Regions from separate parts of the Mus musculus genome. Here region 1 is linked to region 2. A link is a contact called in public HiChIP or PLAC-seq data. All regions are on one chromosome and are shown on one strand. The core of a region is the stretch at or near the end of the contact, and the rest is flanking DNA. Distances in the headings are between cores, read along the strand shown. Region 1 overlaps Tmigd3 (transmembrane and immunoglobulin domain containing 3). Region 2 overlaps Rap1a (RAS-related protein 1a).

Region 1 (4,091 bases), core at 188-2,687, 150 kb after region 2:
CCACCACATAGTCCTTGAGTAGCTCACATGCCCATATGCAGGTAAATAGATTGCCCAAAGGATACAGATGGAAAATGAAGACAGGGATGCCAGGCTTTTGCTGGCTCCTAGTTACTCTGTGAACCCAGATGAGGAGTCAGTGCTATTTAGTAAAAGCGATCTTTGAGTGCCTGATAAATTCTGTTACGAAATATAAGGCAAATAGTCAATATTTTTTGGGGTTGTGTGTGCACATGTTCCTGTGTGAGAAGGTGCACATTAGTGTGTGGTGGTGGTGGTGGTGGTGGGGGGGTGCGTGTGAATTTTGCATGTGAAGGCCAGAAGACAAATTCAGATATCCCTTTCCTACCAAGGTGGGTACTGCCCACCTTGTTTATTTTGAAACAGATTCTCTTTTGTTTTTGTTTTTCGAGACAGGGTTTCTCTGTGTAGCTCTGGCTGTCCTGGAACTCTCGTAGACCAGGCTGGCTGGCCTCGAACTCAGAAATCTGCCTGCCTCTGCCTCTGAAACAAATTCTCTTAACTGGCCTTGGGCTCAACACTTAGTCTAAGCTGGCAAGGCCCAGGTATCTGGCTATTTCCCCAGGGCTATGGTTGTGAGTGTAGGCCATAGCTGGGGGGGGGGGGGTTTGCTATGGGATTAGAGACTCTCCCTAACTCTGTCAATCCTTTTCCAACCACTGAGATTTTAAGTGCCCCTTGGCTCTGAAATTCTGTGAAGTGGCTACTACAGTTATTTTTATCTCAGTGTGAAGGTGCAGTTGATCATGGTGGATAAGGCATAATGGTGTGAGGGTGAGGCACCTGGTCATAGTGTCTCTGTGGTCTGGAAAACAAAAGTTGACCATTGACCAAGTATGACAGACATACTTTTACTCCCAATATTGGGGGGGTAGGATATGGCGGGGGGCAGAGAACTCTGTGAACCCAAGGCCAGCCCTGTCTATGTAGTGAATACTAGGCCAGCCAGGAATACACAGTGAGACCTTGGCAGGAGGAGATGGGAGAAGGAGGAAAAAACAAAACAAAACAAAACAAGATTGATCATCGCGTCGTACTTGAGGCTCAGTCACTTGACTGGAGCCCTGCAGCCCCACCCTTGCTTTTGCCTCTCTGAATCTGAAGCTACCCACAGAGTCTCACTCCCAGAGACAACGTATTGATTTGATGAGAACCTCAGGACAATGGTTCCAATTAAGCAAAGAGAAGCGGGAACCTGAAAGTGGAATTAGCTATTCCTGACGTTCGTCTAAAGCCTTGTCCTTGTCCTGAGCTCGGTCACCTAATTCCTCTTGTCATCATTTCAGCAGTGGTCCCTTCTTTCTCATTCTTCACTCCAGAAGAATCAAGAGCTCGGGGCTTCCCCTTACTGAGTCTCTGATTTAGTTTGAGAGCAGCTCCAGGAAGAGGCCCTGGGCTTGCTCCGGGGTGTCACAACCTCTGCTCAGTTGGCTGGACGGTGAGGGGGAAGTGCTGTAGAGTCTTGGTTTCCTGGTACTCTTCACACTGCACCTCTTGACTTTTAATTTCAAGCTCCATTATTGTGACATCGCTCAGTCTCCCCTTTGTGAGGAGGCTTGATTCAAAGTAATCACTTGACTCCAGTGGGAAGGACCATCACGGCCGGGCTTGCTGGTATCGTTAGACCCATGCCTATGAGGTTCTGAGAAGGACTTTGACTTTCTTTTTTGTTTTCTTTGTCCCTCTGACTACCACTGGTGGCTCGCTGGGACCTGGGTGGTTTCATTCTTGCCAAGAGAGAATAAAGAGCTATGCCAGCTCGGAAGAAGCCAAAACCTGGGGCCCAGAAGAAGCTGAAGCCTGGCGTGTGAAAAATACTCATTTAGCATAGAGTATTTAGCAAAGGCAAACCAAAAATTTCTGGCTACAACTGAGTAGCTCCACTCTGGTTTCAGGTTTAGAGATCAGTGTGCCAGGGGTCTTCCCATGAGGCTTGCCTCTGGCCAGCAAGTTTTCATCCTAAAAGGAAAACTGGGGAGTTTTCTCTAAAGAGAAAAGGTACAGAGACACACAGACAAATATAGGGGTGGGTTTCCTCTCTTTCATATGAAGACACTGAACAAATGTACATGCCAAATACATGGGTTTATTACTTTGCTTTTTAAAAATACAAGTCAAGTGGAAATAGAGACTAGCCTACCAAGAGTCAGCCAAAAGCTTTTTCTCCTCTTCCATTTTTATTACATTTGTGTGTGTGTGTGTGTGTGTGTGTGTGTGTGTGTGTGTGAGAGAGAGAGAGAGAGAGAGAGAGAGAGAGAGAATGAGAGAGAGGAGACAACACAATGGAAAGAGGTTTTCATTGCTACTCACTTAAACTGCTGTGTGCGCTCCTCATTTGTAACATGGGACTAATAACATCCATGCCATGTGGACGTGTGGCTATGTGGCAGGGCATGTGTGACAGCACACGTGGAGGTCAGAGGACAGTTTTGTGGAGGCGGTTCTCTCCATTTTCCATGTGGGTTCTCAGTAACCTATGTACTTTTCCTCCCCTGAATCTAAAGATCAATCATAGCCTTAAGAGAGAGCGCGGGGAACAGAATGGACAGCTCCAGAATGGACAGCTCCAGAATGGACAGCTAACACTGACTGTAGGATCTTCATACCCCTGTCTTCTTATTTGTTTTATTTTTTTGATTTTTCCAATTTGAGACAGAATCTCCTGTCATTCAGGTTGTCCTTGAACTTGATATATATATAGCAAGCATGACCCTGGATCTGTGACCCAAACAGACCAGGAGGAGATAATAAATGCTTACTACTGTCTATGTTACTCAGAAAATAATAATTGATTTCTTAAAAAAATGCAGTCCTTCCTTATCTCTGTTGATACTAGATACAAACCAGTCAGTGTTGTCCACATACTGTAATTCCAGCTCCTTGGCGATGGAAGCTGGAGGCTCCCAGGTTCGGGGCCATCCTTGATCTCGCATGAGATTGATTGCTGGGTCAGACATCTGAAAGCTTGACCCTACCAAAGTGACTCAGGTGTCGGGAGCCATTTGTTTGCTTCTGAGTGAAAACTCAGGCAGAGTCAAGGCAGGTCAGGGTTTCCTGGCAGATTTCCCGACTGCTGAGACTTGGAACTATAGGAGAGAGGTACACTTGAAGCTCAAGGCAAGGGGCTGAAAGTTCTATTGACCTTGGTGGAAGAAACAGGGAGGCCCCCTGGATAAGAAGCAATTGTTTCTGCTAGCTTGTGGTTTGGTTTCCCACTGCACTGTGGGGGATAAAGAGGCTGTGCAAAATAAACTTGGGGGCTGCTTTGGTATTCACTAACAGCCCTCCCAAATCCATCTCTTGTCTCTGCATCTTTTTTCTACCTTTCCTATAGTCATCCTCACTTCCCCCTCAGAGATGGTTGAAACTCATGCCAGCGGGCTCCGACACTCAGGCGTGAGTGATAAGGTGATATTGGCAAGTGTTTCCTCTTCACATGAGGCTCAGCATTGCCTGCTTGAGTCCTCATAAAATGATGACCAACTTCTGCGAGGTAGCAGCACAAAAGACTGGGGTGGGAGTTTGTACTACCTTTGAAAGACACACATCACACTGCCAAATTTTGCTTATCATGCAGACTGTCTTAGTTAGGGTTTTCATTGCTGTAAGGAGACACCATGACCAAGGCAACTCTTATAAAGGATAACCCTTTCCTCACCCCAGTTCCTTTTGGTCAGTGTTTTGACCAGAGCAACAGAGAGGCTAGCTAGAATAGACTGTGATGAGACCATTAACATACCTAAAACAAACAGCTAAGAGCATCGACTATCCAGGCACTGTAATGAATTCATAGGTTGTCATTTGCTAATACACCTCATTCAGCCTTATTTAATCTATAGAGTCTTCTTTCTAGTCTTGTTCTTGTCTGCACATTGTGTCAGGGGGGCAGGGAGGAGAGAGAGAGAAATATATATATATATATATATATATATATATATATAAAATGTGTATATATATATATAAATAAAATGTATATATATATATATAGTCATTGAGGAGTAGATAATATAATGTAGGTAAAACCCTATCACAATGTAAGCTGTATACGCTGAACTTCTATGAATTAGAGG
Region 2 (4,156 bases), core at 1,346-3,845:
TTAGCAGCTTCAAGGTTAATATATCTTCCCTAATATTATAAAGAAAGACGCCATCCTAGTACCTCAAACAGTACTTGGGAATGGTTGATATTCAATAAATACTGCATGAAATAATTAAGGCTGGATTCAAAGCGAGATTTTATTGAACACTAATGTCCATCTTTCCCACTGAGTTCCCAGTTCAATAACCTAGGAAGCCTTTAGAATCGAATGAAAATGGGGCTGGAAAATGAGATATTGGTTAATCTTTACCAGTTCAAAAACACTGGTGTGAACAACAAATAAGATAATATACACACAACGTTCACCAACCCTATCAATGTAGGAACCCTAAATTACAAGGCAGCTGGAGGATACATACTGATTCTTAACCTTAGATTGAAAGGTACAGAATTGGTCTACAATTGAAGTGGCCCTAGCCTGAGGTGATGCTGGGAAGTCGAAGGCACTTTGCTGCCACAACAAAACCAGGGGACAAAGTTAGTCAGCTTTTTTGAAGCTGAAACAAAACAACACAACACATTGCCTGCAGGCATTGTCTCATTGAAAAGTTTATTTTGCCAACTGGAATTGATAAAACCCAAAGCAGATTTGGATTCTTTTCCATTGGAGGTTAGCTGTAGGGAAGGGCTACATTGGAGAAAATGAATGGTCTTCACTTTGGAGGTAAAGAAACCCCAAAACAGGCCTGGTTTATGCAAAATGAGTATAACAATTAATTAGGCAAGAGGCACTTTACACTCTAGGTTCTCTGATTATCTTTGACTGTGCATTTAGTGGTAGTGTTGAGAAAACATGTAGTACAAAAGTTGACCCCAACACGGTAGCAATTAGAAACAGAGCAGACTTGTATAAAAGCACAGGTAGGTTTCTAGGGGTAGCACAAGGTAGTGTGGGAAGAGCAACACTTCCCAGCCTCCTTGCCCCCCTGCCCCCAGTGAGTCGCAGCCACTGAGTATGTGTTCTCTTCTCCTTTGGAGATGACCTCACACCTGTTCTCTTTCCTATACACTCAAATGGAGAACAGCCACTCTTCCAGAACTCAGGTCATATTTCCTGTCAACACTTTATTACATATGGTTTATTTAACAATCTGAAACTATAATGTTGCCTTATACTCCAAAATAAAGGGTGAAAACAAAACCAAGTCTAGCTCTAATGTAAATGAAAGTTAAATAATAGAGATGCTTGATTTTGTGCTATATGTTAAGAAACATACAAAAGGACACAGGGCTTTCTAGGATGTGTATTAAAGATCTACATTACATCAGACATTCTATTTTCTCAAAATAGAATCAAAAGATTGTATAAAATTAGAAAGCTCATTCTGATGAGATAAAAATTAGGAGATAAAAATTGCTAATTAAGGATATTTATAAATATATTTCATTGAAGGTTTACTGCTCCAACCATTCTTTTTTAAATGGTCATCAACAACCTACCAAAAACTGACACCTAAATCACTGGAACCAACTGTCATCTGATTGCAGCAAACTCAGTCTTTTCCCTGTGGTGATTTTAATTAGAATGGCCAGTGTAGGCTCATATATTTGAATACAGGGTACCCAGTTGGTAAATCCAGTTTGAGAAGGATTAGGTGTAGCCCTGTTTGAGGCAAGTATGTTACAGGGTCAAAATTTGAGGCTTCCAAAACCTCTCATTATTCCTAGTGCACTCATTCTTTCTGTTTGAGATGTGAGCTCTCACTGCTGCACTAGCTAACGTGCCTGCTGCTTGCTACCACAGGGCTCTGTCATGGTGGACCCCAACCCTCCGAAACTGTAAGCCCAACCAATTAAACACTTTCTTTTATAAGTTGCTTTCGTCACAGTGTTTTATCACAGAAAACAAACAAACAAACAAACAAACAAAACCCCAAAAAGTAAGTAATATACCCCCTCCACTCTATTCTTTACAAAGTAGCTGGGATGATTTTCATAACATGACAAATCAGTCACTTTAGTAACTACTTCCTTATAACCCTCCAAGTGAGTAATATGATTTATTAGTGACCACCATTACCTTTAAATATAAAGATAGAAATGCTTAAGGCCTAAGAGGGAACATTATAATTTGAACTCTAAATCCCTCCCTAGATTTATCTTACAATGTGCCCCCTCTGTTCTCAACAGTCCAGCATAATTGGCTTTCATTCATTTTCTTCAGTGTACCATATTCTCCTCTGCCAGAGATTTCCTCTGCAGGTAAAATGCTTTAGTGAGGAGATGGGGCCTGGTTTGAATTCCCAGTAACACAAACAAACAAACAAACACTTCAGAGAATAATGACGCAGCAAAATGGGGAAAGGAGCTCATGGACGATGTGGTTTATGTTTTCAAAAGCAGTATTTGAGTGTGTGGGGGCCAGAGGAAATTAAAGAACAGAGGTGTGCAAAAGAGCAAGGTGGCAAAGCCTCCAGAAGACTGGCAACTTCCATAAGAAAAAGAGGGCCCTAAGACTGGCAAGCAATAGGGATTAATTACTAGAAGATCCTAAACGGAGCTAAATCCAGCCTTTCAGGCCATGGCAAAGACTTTGGCTGTTAGCTGGCATGAGACAGGAAGCCACTGGATGACTGAGCAGAGAGGCTGTCAAGCTTCCTCTAGCTATGAAATAGATAAAGGGCAAAGGCAGGAAGAAGAATGAAGACAACCGCAAGCACCCAAGACAGCATGGACCAAAGCAGCTGCAGTGGAGGTGGCAAGAATTAGTTTCCAAGTTGAAGATGAAGCCAAGCAGAGGATCTGGGAAGAGGGGGAGACTGCTAAAAAATAAACAAACAAGAAAAACATTAAACCACAAACTCAGAAAATGCAGAGGACACCAAGTAGAGTGAACATAAAAACATCTACTTGGGCAGATACTCAGACAGCAAGAAAATAAAACAAAGAGTAAAATGGCCAAAAGAGCCAGAGGGAGGAGGAGCTAAGATAAGAATTACATCAGAATTTTCTTCCAACCACAAAAAAGGATATAAAGCAAAATGTTTAAATCATTCAGACAAAATCTGCCGCAATATAATTGTGTATCTAGGTCAATTATCCTTCAAAATGAGGGAGAAAAGACTTCTACAAACAACAACTGAACAGATTTGTCATCAACAGGCCTACCTTGCAAGAACTGTGAGATTCTTTAGAAATGACAATGGTTTAAACCATAAACTTCACTTTTCCTTTTGCTGATCTAACAAATAACATTTGCTGGAAATGAATACACAACATACCAAAATGTATAAACAAGGAGAACAGAAACAAATCTCTCACATTTGCTTATAATAATAGTACTGTACTGACAGATGATAGCACCTGTCAGTAACTGACAGATCTAATAGGCAAAGCCAGTAAGGACAGGGTTGACCCACACTCAGAGAATATTCCACCAACAACAATAGAATATATATTGTTTTTCAGGGGATATAAAAATTTACCAACAGAGTAAATACTCTATACTATAAATACAAGTCTCAATAAATGTAAGGGAATTTAATCCATACAAAATGCCTTTTGTTTTCCACGAAATTGCTATGCTCTGCTGTGGTGAGCCTGCTCCTCTTCCCCATCACTTTTCATCCCTTTTCAATCCATTTCATGGTTTCCTGGCCTCATCTTTGAAACTGATTCCAGTGTGGAATAGTTAACATCCTCATTTCTAATAGATAGTGCTCTATGTAAGAAAGAAAAACTGTCAGAATCCAGTCTCAGTTCCTTTTACAGCTTGACTATATCAATGCTAAAAGTTTAACTTCTGAAGCTTGACTTAATAGTCCATAAACTGTATTAGAATAGATTGGGGAAGGAATGTATATTTAAATGTTTAGGCAGTATTTCTAAAATGATCAATACTTAAACTTGTTATCTTTTCCATAATATAAAAATGCCCCCATTGAATTGTGTCACTAAGACATGATAGTCACATGAGTAGTTTTCGTCTCTCCACATAAGCAGCACTAATAAAATTGTTCTTTAAGGCAGTGAAGCAATAGTTAATGGCTTACATCCTGTATCAATATTTTTAAATAAGTGAACTTTAAAAAAGTCAGTTTTCTGAATATATAACAAGTCTTTATGTTTGTTCTTTTATATAACTTTATTTACTTATTTTCTCAGTTCTAGACATTATGATCTTTAGTCTTTTAAGAAACTGTGTACTTAATATG

The links. HiChIP or PLAC-seq counts read pairs in DNA pulled down with a chosen protein or histone mark.
Region 1: an H3K27ac HiChIP or PLAC-seq map of the HPC-7 cell line shows a contact between it and region 2, with 7 times the contacts expected there. The contact joins two enhancer-like sites. A contact is called at or near these places in 3 of 39 promoter capture datasets (embryonic stem cells and hematopoietic stem and progenitor cells), 3 of 15 datasets of contacts at CTCF or cohesin (CD8 T cells, the G1E-ER4 cell line and embryonic stem cells), 39 of 484 Hi-C or Micro-C datasets (B cells, CD4 T cells, CD8 T cells and 15 more), 9 of 115 datasets of contacts at active chromatin or transcription factors (CD8 T cells, the HPC-7 cell line, the SCID.adh cell line and 6 more) and 4 of 9 other capture datasets (adipose tissue, liver, macrophages and 1 more).

What each region holds. Positions count from the first base shown.
Region 1 is chr3:105,909,249-105,913,339 of GRCm38.p6, forward strand. The region is part of intron 1 of Tmigd3 (transmembrane and immunoglobulin domain containing 3); the gene reads left to right. Among named protein-coding and RNA genes, the nearest start is that of Adora3, 6.9 kb to the left of the region's middle. Within about 2 kb of position 1,438, at least 87 of the 459 cell types and tissues checked have an H3K27ac peak or open chromatin away from gene starts, as enhancers often do. A contact at or near this core is called in CD8 T cells, the HPC-7 cell line, bone marrow-derived macrophages and 2 more, where this site is marked.
Region 2 is chr3:105,761,041-105,765,196 of GRCm38.p6, forward strand. All of the region lies in intron 1 of Rap1a (RAS-related protein 1a), which reads right to left. Among named protein-coding and RNA genes, the nearest start is that of Rap1a, 38 kb to the right of the region's middle. Within about 2 kb of position 2,596, at least 80 of the 459 cell types and tissues checked have an H3K27ac peak or open chromatin away from gene starts, as enhancers often do. A contact at or near this core is called in CD8 T cells, the HPC-7 cell line, bone marrow-derived macrophages and 2 more, where this site is marked.